Regions from separate parts of the Gasterosteus aculeatus genome. Here region 2 is linked to region 1. A link is a contact called in public Hi-C data. All regions are on one chromosome and are shown on one strand. The core of a region is the stretch at or near the end of the contact, and the rest is flanking DNA. Distances in the headings are between cores, read along the strand shown. Region 1 has its middle 64 kb from the start of mcm8. Region 2 overlaps ehbp1 (EH domain binding protein 1).

Region 1 (5,825 bases), core at 2,637-5,136:
GGTCGCCAGGTCCTTCATTTCCAATCATCTTCGCACACAACAACTCTGACAAGCAACGTCAGACCTCAGCCTGCTCCACCAGCGCCGCGCGAGCCGGGAGGAAAGGCCCCCGGTCCACGCGCAATCGGACCAGAGGAGAACCCTCGGGCCGCACAACCCTCTCTGACTCCTGGGAAATGTGAAAAATCTGTTAGAGAAACATGTTTTTTATGTTTTTAAAAGCTTTTCCTGTTTTTCCTTTTTTTTAAATGTCGCTTCAGCAAGAGGTACTATTATTAGTCTTATAAAAAATACATATGAGGGGACGATCAAACAAACGTTGGTGATTGTTTTGACGTGTTCATGGTTTTAGATGTGCTCATCTAAAGGCACAAAGATGAAACACTTGAGCTTGAAAAGGCGGTAAAACACAATAAGAAACCCCACTGACTTGAGCACCACGTCGCACAATGTGTGACTGATAAAACCCTTTCATACCCAGGAATAGTGCCGTGACCTTGTTAAATTGAAGATAATAATTAGATTTCTGTAAAAACCTCACGACAGACGCACAAGATCCTCTGAGGTCGGCTTCATTTAAACTCCCGGGGCATCGGCTCCTCCGACAGAGAAACATCTGTAATGTTCTGGTTGGCTCGGCGGGTAGCGGGACGTCGTTGTACTTAAGAACCTGTGATTTTGAGTCTCGTCTCTGTCTCTCTCTCATTATCTCTGTGCGATCTCACGACTTACTCCCTCTCCCTGTTCCTCCATCTGTGTCTACTTTATTTAAACACGAGAATGTCACATCCAATATGTTAGTCCACTGATCTGAAGTGCTATTTACTTTTTCTTCCCATCTAGAGTAATAATAAAATATTGTTATGGTGATAAAGTACAGGATAAACTTCTTACAATAAACGCATTTTTCAGTTGCAGAGAATATAGTATTTAGGTTTAAATGAGAGTCTCGTATGTGTGTATGTGCTGGAAGCACCAGCGATGGGTGTTTGTGGTTAGCAGGCTAACACCTGTTAGCATGAACTATTCACAGGACAGGAGTTATGCACTGGTGTTATTTTAGACAGAAGACTTTTCTAATGTAATGTTTTGCACTTTAGTCTGCACCTGTTTCAGTTGGAGCCTTCGACAATAGACAGATTACACGTATGACAAATAAAACACAATAACTGGACACCAACAATGTTGTCAACAGCAGCGGAGATTAAACTCTTGCAATGTTGTTTTTTTTCATTCATTTCAACTCAGTGCTCGACATTTCCATCTGTACATTTTTCATATTTTACAATCGACTGTGTTTGATCAAATCCTCCAGCTTCACCTAATTAGTTTTTGAAACATAATTAATGAAATGGGTTGAAGGGTCCCTAAATGTGTTTGAAGGGACATTTATTATCTCTTATTTGGCTTTAGTATCTCCGTCTTTGACTTTGCTTTTGATAATCCATCCAAGCGTCACTCACAATCTAATCCACACCCAAATTCATTATCAGTTTCATTTCATTTTCATTATCTAGATTCGTATATTTAGTTTTACCAGCTTTTATTAAACTGAATCAGTACAAAGGTTCAACTTTAACAACATTACAATAAAGCAGCTTAAACCATCAATCACCTGAGAGAGAGACAGCAGGTGCTTTTGATCCCATTATATTTCCTTTGTGATGTAGAACCCAACGCTTTCATGGTAGAATCTGGGAGGAACACGAGGTGTTTGGACAGTCGGCTCTGTGTGAACTAAGAGTTTAAGGTGCTTTCTCTTCACCTTCCAGACAGCTGACAGCTTGGGAGGAGTCGGGTGGAGAGGTCGTGACCTCTGCAAAGCTCTCCAGCCGAGCGACGCTCTGACCTTGGTCACTTTCAGACGGTAATTAATTAAACCACACGATACCTGACTTTCGGCACGGCCTCTACCCGTGTGTGTGTGTGTGTGTGTGTGCCAGGATGGGGGAAGAATGCTGCTTTTTTGCGTATGTGCTGAGGAAAAAGTGTGTGTGAGTTGTTGTAGAGTGATGTATGAGGGTGTCGAGATACAGCAGGGTGTCATCCGACAACTAGGTCCCTCCCGCAGACACGCACACACACACGCACACACACACACACGCACGCACACACACACTCACACAGAGCGGGGTCATCAGTGAGGGGCTTCTGAGCCAGCAGCAGGTTAAAGTCCTAATGACGGGCGTTTCTCTGTGGAAACTTCTCTCCATATGTTACCCGGAGACTCCTTCAAACCGTCACCTTGTTGGAGGAGCTCCTTTGAGACATGTGACAGATGTGGGAGGAGTCGGAGATGATGTAGCGTTGCTCTGTCCTCCTCACGGATGAGATGAGCGAAGGGAAGGGGGGAGAGGAGAGCTCAAGTGTTTGGAGGAATGATCGTAACATAATTGACAGAAAGTCAAATGTATTTGGGTCTTCATTGGGTTTCAGGAGGCAACACAAACACATGGAATGGAAAACAAGGGCAGGGTTGATACTATTTTCTCTGTGTGATATTTCTGTTGGGTGTGATTCTACATCTACCCCCCGGCGCCTCACACAGGATCATCCCGATGGATCAGAGACCCGTCACCGACCTGCTACCTGCTGATCCGCACACTAGCAACACTTGCATCCCTGAGTATTTGTACGAGCGTGAACACCAGCGCGTCCATAGTTGCCCCTGTGCCGGGTAGAAAACGTTTACTCGTACAGGAAACCCGGTGCTGGCTGATGCAAGCAGGGTCCATTTCATTTGAGGCCCTGAGGCCTTTCTAATCGGTATTAAGTCGCTGAATGATGTCACTCACACAATATGTAAATGTTACAAGTCGTCTTCCGGCTGTCAATCAGAATTGGAAGAATTACTCACATCACTAGTCCCATCACTAGAAAGCTTTACTTCACCAATCATGAAACGTGGATCAAATTGTCCGGTTTGCTGATGATCCCGTGGAAACAGACGGTCAGGGAGGAACAGGCAGGAAAGCTGCAGGCCTCGTTTAAGAGTGCAGCTCACATAATCCTCCTGCAAGCTGACCCGTCTTATGGTCAACTCCCAAGATAACCCCTCTGAAGGGAAGAAGGTGGAGGAGGAACGAGGAGGCGAGCAGAGTGCAAACGCTGCGTACAAAACAGTTCCTCGGGTTCAACAGCAGCCGCTGAGCAAGTGAGGGGAAAGAAGAACACGTTTTGAGGAATCGCCTGTATTTAATTCCAGGGCACAATGGTCATGCTTTGCTCTCCTCTGGTTGTGTGTCCTCGATGTAATAAAGTAATAACTGAACGGATTCTGTGTGTGTTAGTCTGTGTTTGTGTAGACATCCAGTGTGTTCCTCCGGTAGATTTTACCTGCATGGCTCACCAAGGTTTATTCCAGGACAAAATGCATATGAGCCGGCATGGCCAATCCACTGATTGGTAAATATACTGTATACTGTTTTTTGGCAGAGAGTGTCTTTACTGAGGGGCGTTTCCTCTTTACAACAACATCGAGGATTCTGTAAGGCGACAGATGTCGACTGACAATCTTCAACCAAACTCTTGACTGCCCCCCTGAACCTGTGTGTGGAGGACTGAACCGTCCTCCCCTCGAAATCAATCACTTCATCATCGTCATCTGATCTCAAGCTGCTTCAGGAAAGCAGCCACGTTTACTTGCATGAGGACCAGCGCGGGCCGTCCAAACCGCCCAAACCGTACAAACCGCCAAAACAGTCCAAACCGTCCAAACCGCCCAAACCGCCCAAACCTTACAAACCGCCCAAACCGCCCAAACCGTCCAAACCGCCCAAACCGTCCAAACCACCCAAACCGTCCAAACCGTAAGAACCGTCCAAACCGCTTAAACCGTCCAAACCGCCCAGACCGCCCAGACCGTCCAAACCGCCCAGACCGTCCAAACCGTCCAAACCGCCCAGACCGTACGAACCGCCCAAACCGCCCAGACCGCCCAAACCGCCCAAACCGCCCAGACCGTACAAACCGCCCAGACCGTCGAAACCGCCCAAACCGCCCAGACCGTACAAACCGCCCAAACTGCCCAAACCGCCCAGACCGTACAAACCGCCCAGACCGTCGAAACCGCCCAAACCGCCCAGACCGTACAAACCGCCCAAACCGCCCAAACCGCCCAGACCGTACAAACCGCCCAAACCGCCCAAACCGTCCAAACCGTCCAAACCGCACAAACCGCCAAGGCCGTCCAAACCGCACAAACCGCACATCGTCCAAACCGTCCAAACCGTCCAAACCGTCCAAATCGCCCAAACCGCCCAAACCGTCCAAACCGCACAAACCGCACAAACCGTCCAAACCGCACAAACCGTCCAAACCGCCCAAACCGCCTAGACCGTCCAAACCGTCCAAACCGCCCAAACGGCCAAACCGCGAGTCCCTCATTGCGGCTTCGTTGCATGAGAGGGTTTGATTTGACTTCCCCTCTAACAGAACGCCCCTCCCTCTTCTCCTCCAGCACCGACCCATTGCTCTCTGTTTGTCTAATCAGAACAACACACACACACAGCCTCCGGCGCACAGCAGTGATAAATTAACACAATTGCACGATTGACATTATTGAAACCATTTGTTTGTGTGTTTGTTTTAAGACGTTTGCACAGTTGTATTTGCATTTAAACGAGTCAGGGCTTTTTGTGATTACACAAACCTTTTTTTGGTCCGACACGCCGTTTTGAGAAGCAAGTGTGTGTGTGTGTGTGTGTGTGTGTGCGTGTGTGCGTGTCACGTGGGCAAGGAGAGCTGTGCGACTACAGGTTGTAGCAGCGATCAGCGAACACTTTAATATGCACACACACACTCCTTTGCTCAGACAGGCAATTTATTCCTTGTACCAACAAAGTCAGGCTGGCATCTGTAATTTATTGAAATTCATGACGGCTTTTTTTGTTTTGTTTATAGGTTTCCTTTGTTGCATTCGTCACGTCCTTGCTCATCTCCAATGGACTGAATTGAAAAACGTAATGTGAAATGTTTAAAGGACTTCTGTCTCTGCGGACCAATTGGACAAAACTGGACTTTGCCTTCAGACCAATCACGTTTGTAAACAGAGACATCACAAGGATGCAAATGTGCGTCCCTGATAAACAACCAGGTTGTCACTGTGGAAACAGTCTCTCAACTGAACGGCCTTCGGTGAAAGCTCCACATTCATTCCAAAACCCTCTTAAGAGCAGACTCCCGAGAGGGAGTGCATTAAATCTGCCATTAATTAGGATAGATGGAACTATTGGAACCATTCCGATGTTCAATGATGCTAATTATCTAATCAGTTGGACAAATTGAATCTATCCTTTCTGACTTGGGGAGTTGGTTAAACCTCTTTTGTTCTTGAACATATAGATGGATGACAGGTTTGAAAACTATTAAGGCAATAAAGGCCACAAACACAAGGTACCTACCAGTACCTACTGGGGGGTAGGTAGCATGTTGCATTAATATGTTGATTTTGTCCATCTGCTCCCCACATTCACATGTCCTCTGCGAGAGCCAAATAGCTCACATTTCTTTTATAAAGATCCCAAACAAAATGAGGTCATACATCTGAGCTTTAGTCCTCGGAGCGCTGTGTTGACGATGAGCTTTGGGCGCACCTAACAGCGCTGGAGGAAGTACACAGCTGTCTTACCCCTGGCTTATAATGAGTTATGCAAATCTCTGCCTTTTGTGCCCATAATGATGCTCGTAATGATCGGCAGGAGAATTAGAGCCGTGATCTCCCGAGTGCAGCGATTTGCAGACTCCAGTTCTACTATCTACTATCTGGGTGAAGTTTGTGCTTGAAGCCCAAAGAATTGACCCCCCCCCTCTCCGATCAGAAAAGA
Region 2 (6,173 bases), core at 2,689-5,188, 630 kb after region 1:
TTGAGTCACAGGAGGAGAACACTTGCTGTGTGTGTGCCCAAACATAGAGCGGTGGGTGATTTGAACGTATGTCGCGTGGAAAGCGAAAGTATATATGGCATGCTCGGATAACACGGCTCAATAGAATAATCTCTTCAAACAATTGGTTGGTAAGAAGTTCAACGGTCTCTCAGAGCCCCGGTATCCTCAATCAGAAATGGTTCATTCCTTTGTACGAACAACCACGTCTGAAGTTAAACAGCCACATTTGAAGGTGTAGTGAGAAGTTGGCCGTCGTAGAGAGAGGTGCAATGCAAAGTTGTTAATATGGGGTTAAAGATTCTTTTCACAACGTCTCTCTCTAAGGTTAGATGTGATATGTTAGCACTTCAGAGAAGCTTTTGATTGTTTTTCCTTCTCTTTAAGCTTAAGATCCTTTTTTAAGATGTTTATCCTTGAAATGGGAGTAATGAGAGCGAGCATGCGTCCAGCATTGGGCTCGTCCTCTCCCCTATATATATGTGGTTGTAAAGTCACCGTTTGCTCTTTAGTCTAGTTGCTGTGGTTGACTCCTCTGGATCAGAGGGAGATAACGTCCCTCTTACACGTCCAAATCCTGACTCCACCATCAGTTCAGACCAACCATTGAAACATGAATGACTTTCAGTGTTTGCCGGTGAAGTGAAGCTCCATTAACAGTGTAGCGGCATCTAAATAATCCAACAGTGTTTTCTGTCAAATTTCGTCACTCGCAGATAATTAGCAGGTTAAGGACCCCATGTTGAAAAGGAACCGAGCCTCGAGTCGCATAATTCTGTTTCTTGGCCAAATTTGGTTCCTCTCCAATATTCCACACCAGCATGTTTTTGTGGTTGTACAATCTATTCTTTGTTGACTTTTTGTTGACTTGCGCTTCATTTAGATGCACATGCTGTGATATTTGCTAACCGTAGCCCATATTGCTCATTAATGGAGCCATCAGTCGGTCAGACATTCACATTTAACAAATAAACCAACAAGAGGATGTAAAATCTGTCCAGGCTCACAGATACTAATTTTACTTTTGTAATTAAGGCTTAAACAAATATACATGTATACTTTTGTGATGGAGCCGTTTACGGTCTGCCTGCTTTAATGGTTTAATATCCAACTTGGACTATTCCTCGCCACCCGTCTCGTATTCATAAACTGGTGGGCGACCGTCGTCTGTATCATACATACAGCTGTGTGTTGTGTGGAAGAGCCTGTGCGTTTCCCTGCTGGGGGAGCGACCCCCACAGCACAAGGCAGCTCGGTGTGACTTTAAGCACAAATGCTGTTAGTATTCCCCCGAGGCTGCTGAGCAAGAATGTGTTGCCAGTCAACCAGTCTGATGAAATATAATACGAAAACAAAGTCAAAAGCCAACAAGTGTCATCGCTGCTGGCAAACGTGTCGGCACGCGTGCAGAGGATACGAGAATAATCCGCTGGAAAGGACACAGAGACGCTATTGATTACATGGTAATTCTATTGGGCTGTAGGCAAGCGTGGCTAATCGAGACTGCATGAAACACACGGGTGGTGGATGTCTCCATATCAATCAAGGACTGTGCAGAACACACACACACACACACACACACACACACACACACAGGTTAGTCATTTCCTAGGGAATTAGAAACTTTAAACACACACACTCTCGCTCTCACTAGACAAGCAGATTGACACTTCTCCACAAAGTGTTCATTTACTTCATTCGGGAAATGTTATAATTATTTCGTGTCCCATCAAAGGCAAACCAGTAAATTGGCAAAATAGAGGAGATACATTGGCCAAATATTCTTGTCAGTTGGACAGTGTTTGCTGACCAGTGTGTGTCAGTGTGTGACGTTGTCCTGCTGTCGAACACGTCGACCTTGTGCCAAGAGTCCATCATGTCGCCAGGGAAACGTCTTCCTGCCAACTCTTCCTGTAATGCACGCGTGTAATTGTTTACAGCTTCTTTGGTTTCTCAAAGTGTTTCACTGTTGTGTAATTGTGTAAAGTCCCTGGTTTGTCTTTGTTTCCTCGTGTGTCTCTGATTTGGACATTTTAGCTGATGTCATTCATTGGGACCAACAAAAGCACGTTTTCATAGCTGAGACACTAGTTGTCATTTTTGTTTTCACAATTTTTCATTTCCTCCTGTGATGATGCGCTTGCTCTGCTCCACCATGCTCACTGCTCTCCTCTGAGGAAACAATGCTTCCCTTTCCATTTTCTTCTGCCTCCTTCTCTGTACCACTGTCATCGCCCCCCCTCCCTCTCTTCTTTTATTACTCCCCCGCTCACCTCTTTCCTCCTTCCCATTTATGTCACTTTAACTCTGCAGCAGAATCCGCCCAAGTGAACTCGTTCTGCGCTGCAATTATAGACAAAATGAGCATTTACACCTCCCCTAGTGTCTTACTCTGTGAAGCAAAGGGGTTGTCTGCAAGCTAGTAAAGCCCTTCTTTATTACCTGCAGACCAAAGGGAAACTCCCCGATCGGTCGCTGCGGTAATGTACCTTTTTGGCACAACCATCCTAAATTCTTTCATTCGGTTACTGTGTCACACTTCCTTCTCCAGACCCCTCAGACACGTTGGGTCGGATTATGCTCCCGTCTCAATGATTCATTGAAGGAAACAAAGACCAGCTCAAACTCATCGTCTGTTATAAACACCCTTTTCTCCGCTGGGCAAAAGAACAATTAACAATTGTGAACAATTAACATCGTTGAAGTTCTCGTCTGACTGTTCACATCGTTGCCTAAAAGCTGCGTGTTTTCTGCGGTCGGGGCGTCTCAGGCACATGGTGGCTGGGATTCCCGCTGTGTCGCTTCAGGCCGTTGGTGAGCGCTCACAGGAAGAGTTGTTGTTGTTGTTGTTGTTAAGGCAGGGGAGAGTTTTATGTTATTCAGCCGCAGAAAGACGGAAAGCTTCCCCTCATTCCCTTCTTTACTTTGGTGATGCTCCCAAACACATGATCCAGCTGAGTGATGATCTCCTCCTCAGACTCCCTGTGCTGTCGTGTCGTGTGGAAGAAAGGTCTATTTTTAGTACTCTTTTATCAAATTACCTTTAAAACCGCATTTATTTAGTTACTAATGATTATTCTACTCCTTCACCTGTCTTGCTCCAGACTTTGTGCTGAGTAGTAACGGGCCATAGTTGATCCGCATGGTTCCCCAGTCAACACGCGACCAGGAGATCAGCGTTTATGCTTTTAATGTGGCTGCTACATTGTGAACTACAAAACCAGGATAGCTGGTTCCAATCACTTACTCTCAGATCCTCACAGGATCTTTTTCCAGAAACGCATACGGGTGATGTTACTCCCCCACCACTTCTGTAGAAACGAAGCGATAAGGAAGGAATGAAAGCGTCCTGGAGATGAGCCAGTTAACCGAAGCAACAGCATTAAAGAAAGCTGCATCCCCGTCCCGATGTGTACGCTCTCTGGTACCGTCTACAAGCGGCTCAGAGCAACCGGCCCTTTCAGCAGACTCCTTTCTCTAAAGTACCTTCTAACGTCTTCCATCCAGAGCAAGTGATCTGATACAGCCGAGTCCAACTGAGCATTGAACTCTTCAAATTAGCCAGTAGAGAGGAAGGTCATATTTGCATAATCTCATTAATGGTCAGGTTGATCTTATGAAGGTTTTGCTCGGTGCCAGACTGGCTTCCCTTTTGAATCCCGAGAAGTCGCCGTTTGTTTGGATACCGGGAAACGTAATATAATTGACAGAAAATGAAATACTTTAAAGATGGGTATGGGGGAGATTAGAGTGAGTATGACAACATAATACAGATGGTCACACAATCTTTGCACAGTCTTGATATTTTTATATATATATTAATTCAGGAAGTTTCATTTTACAGATCCACCTTAAACACATCTGGCTGGTCCAAATGGTCACTCCTCACTCTTTGGTCTGGCACATTAACTCGGTGTCGTCGACCCGGCCGCTGGTTGCCACATAACCACTGACTGACGGTTCTTTAGCTGGAGGTCAAGGGACTGTCCGGGTGGAGATGAACCCAGTGACTCGCTTCCAACGCTTTCCTTTGACTGAAACGCGAAATGAAACTTCTCAAACAGCATAATCCATTTCCGCTTTATTCTAAGAACAGTCCTTGTTTTAACAAAATCCAACCAAAGGCTGAAATAAGTGAAGTCATAACATATTGAATAATATTTTTTTTAAAAACTATTGATTGATTGGAACTTGGTAATGGCTCTTTATTGGATATAAATCTGGAAGCTGACCGATACAAATTTGTGAAAAAGAAGACATTTTAACTAATTAAGAGTTTTTGCTTTGGGAGGGAAAACCACTAAAACAGAACACGCAATGAGATGGTTCACAAGTCATCGTCATAGTGGAAAGGAACCCGTATTAATTGCCCCGGCGGTGCGGGCGGGTGACAGTCACACAGATTGCGTTGGACGGCTCCATCTGTCTTCATAGTGAAGGCCACAGTGTGACTGGAGCTGCAGTCCTCCCTCTGTTTCCTTTCTCACTTCCCACTTTCAACCACCCTCTGCAGCTGTCTTTGCCGAGTCAGACTCTTATTTGTACCCGACCCAGAGGTAGACGAGGCATCTTTCTCAAAACATATGGCAATCAACCCAGACAACAAGACAATAATGTGAAGGCTGCAAAAACTAGTATATAAAATAAATAAGTAAATGCAAACATTGCCTCTATAGCGATTGCTGCTGTAAGAAGCTGTTTTTGGCCGCTTAGTTCTCCACTGTGCCCCCCCCCCCCCCCCCCTGCCCCACAGGACAGCAGTTTTCACCACGTGATGGGTTGGGTCCTCCTGTTTGATCCGAGCATTCTAACCAGCCATTGTCGTCGTTGGAAACGGGAAGCTCCCTGTTTTGTGAATGCGTGACAGAACACGTGGTGTTTAGAGGCGCGACGTGTTAAAGCTTCATGCTCTGGATTCAATGCACGACTAACAAATCAGATTAATTCAGTACGATTTCTGAAACTCTTTTGACAATATTACATTACAATTTGGGTTGTACAGAACTGAACATATATGTGTGAGTGCAAATATAAATAATGTTCTCTCAATTAACTAAATAAAAGTAGCATTTAAAAAAGAAAGTGCTTCAATTAAAAAAAGAAGAAGAAATGACCGGAAGATAAGCTCGAATTTCACCTTTTCTGCTTCACATTTGGACTTTACACCCTCAGCTAATTATAAATAATAAATCTACACATTTTGACAATATATAGAATATATACATCCACTCTCTCCCTTTTTTCTAGTTTTTCCTGCCATGATGTTAAATCTGGTCTTGATGCATCAGGTTCTCGTCCTCACGTTGAGCCTCATGACGGCGTTTCAACGGGTTCTGAGGACATGAGACACTGGTTTAGTGCTGCAGTGGGAAGTATGAACAGAAACCAGTCCGTCCATTGAGGATTAAATGCTCTTCTTTCGAAGGCCACTTTTCTCTTTTTGCAGAGCGCCATTTGTTCTTCGTTTCTCTCACTTTCTCCGTCTCCTTCGTCTTTTCCCGATTGGTCGAGTGGCACCACGTGGGATGGTTTAACTCTAATTGCTCGGTGCTTTAAGCCACTACCCTAAAGACGACCAAAGTGCACCGTCGTCTTTAATTACAACCGTCTTTTTTTTATAGCTTTTGGTCCAAATGGGACGGCTTCTGGATCCGGCTCTGGTCTACTCTAATACACCTACAAGAGTAGGACAAATACTGGCATGTCTTCCCTCACATTCTTCTTTATACCATCCACAACGGCTGCGCAGTAATAGTAATATTAGTAATATTCAGTGCGATCATGACTTTAGCTTCCCACAATGAAATTAAACCATTTTACTGCGGATTTGACAAAACTAAAGCGCTCCCACTATGAGCCGGTGGTCTGAGGGCCGTCGTATCAAATGTGAAGTGGTTATTTCCTCCTGCCTGCAGGAAAGATAGAGCAATTTCCTGTCCCACCCTCCACTTCTAACCATGCAGGCAAATACGCACTAAGCCTTGAATGAGCACATTTAAGATGCCAAACTAATTTCTCTTTATGTCTTTTCTAAGTAAATATTATCCGATATAAGCTTTTGTGAAAATAAAACCCCATTTGTTCCTCTGAGCTATGACGGAATAGTTGGATGCACGGCGCGTCTTCCTACCTGATTTCCGTGTGGTGGTCAGCAG

Evidence for each region. A called contact is a pair of places that touch in the nucleus more often than the background predicts.
Region 2: a contact with region 1 is called in a Hi-C map of skeletal muscle, with 11 times the contacts expected there. The contact joins two enhancer-like sites. A contact is called at or near these places in 2 of 6 Hi-C or Micro-C datasets (skeletal muscle and tail fin).

Annotation. Positions count from the first base shown.
Region 1 is chr6:18,628,820-18,634,644 of fGasAcu3.hap1.1, forward strand. No RefSeq gene overlaps it. Among protein-coding and RNA genes, the nearest start is that of mcm8, 64 kb to the left of the region's middle. Within about 2 kb of position 3,887, at least 1 of the 9 cell types and tissues checked has open chromatin away from gene starts, as enhancers often do.
Region 2 is chr6:19,253,828-19,260,000 of fGasAcu3.hap1.1, forward strand. All of the region lies in intron 2 of ehbp1 (EH domain binding protein 1), which reads left to right. Among protein-coding and RNA genes, the nearest start is that of ehbp1, 6.4 kb to the left of the region's middle. Within about 2 kb of position 3,939, at least 2 of the 9 cell types and tissues checked have open chromatin away from gene starts, as enhancers often do.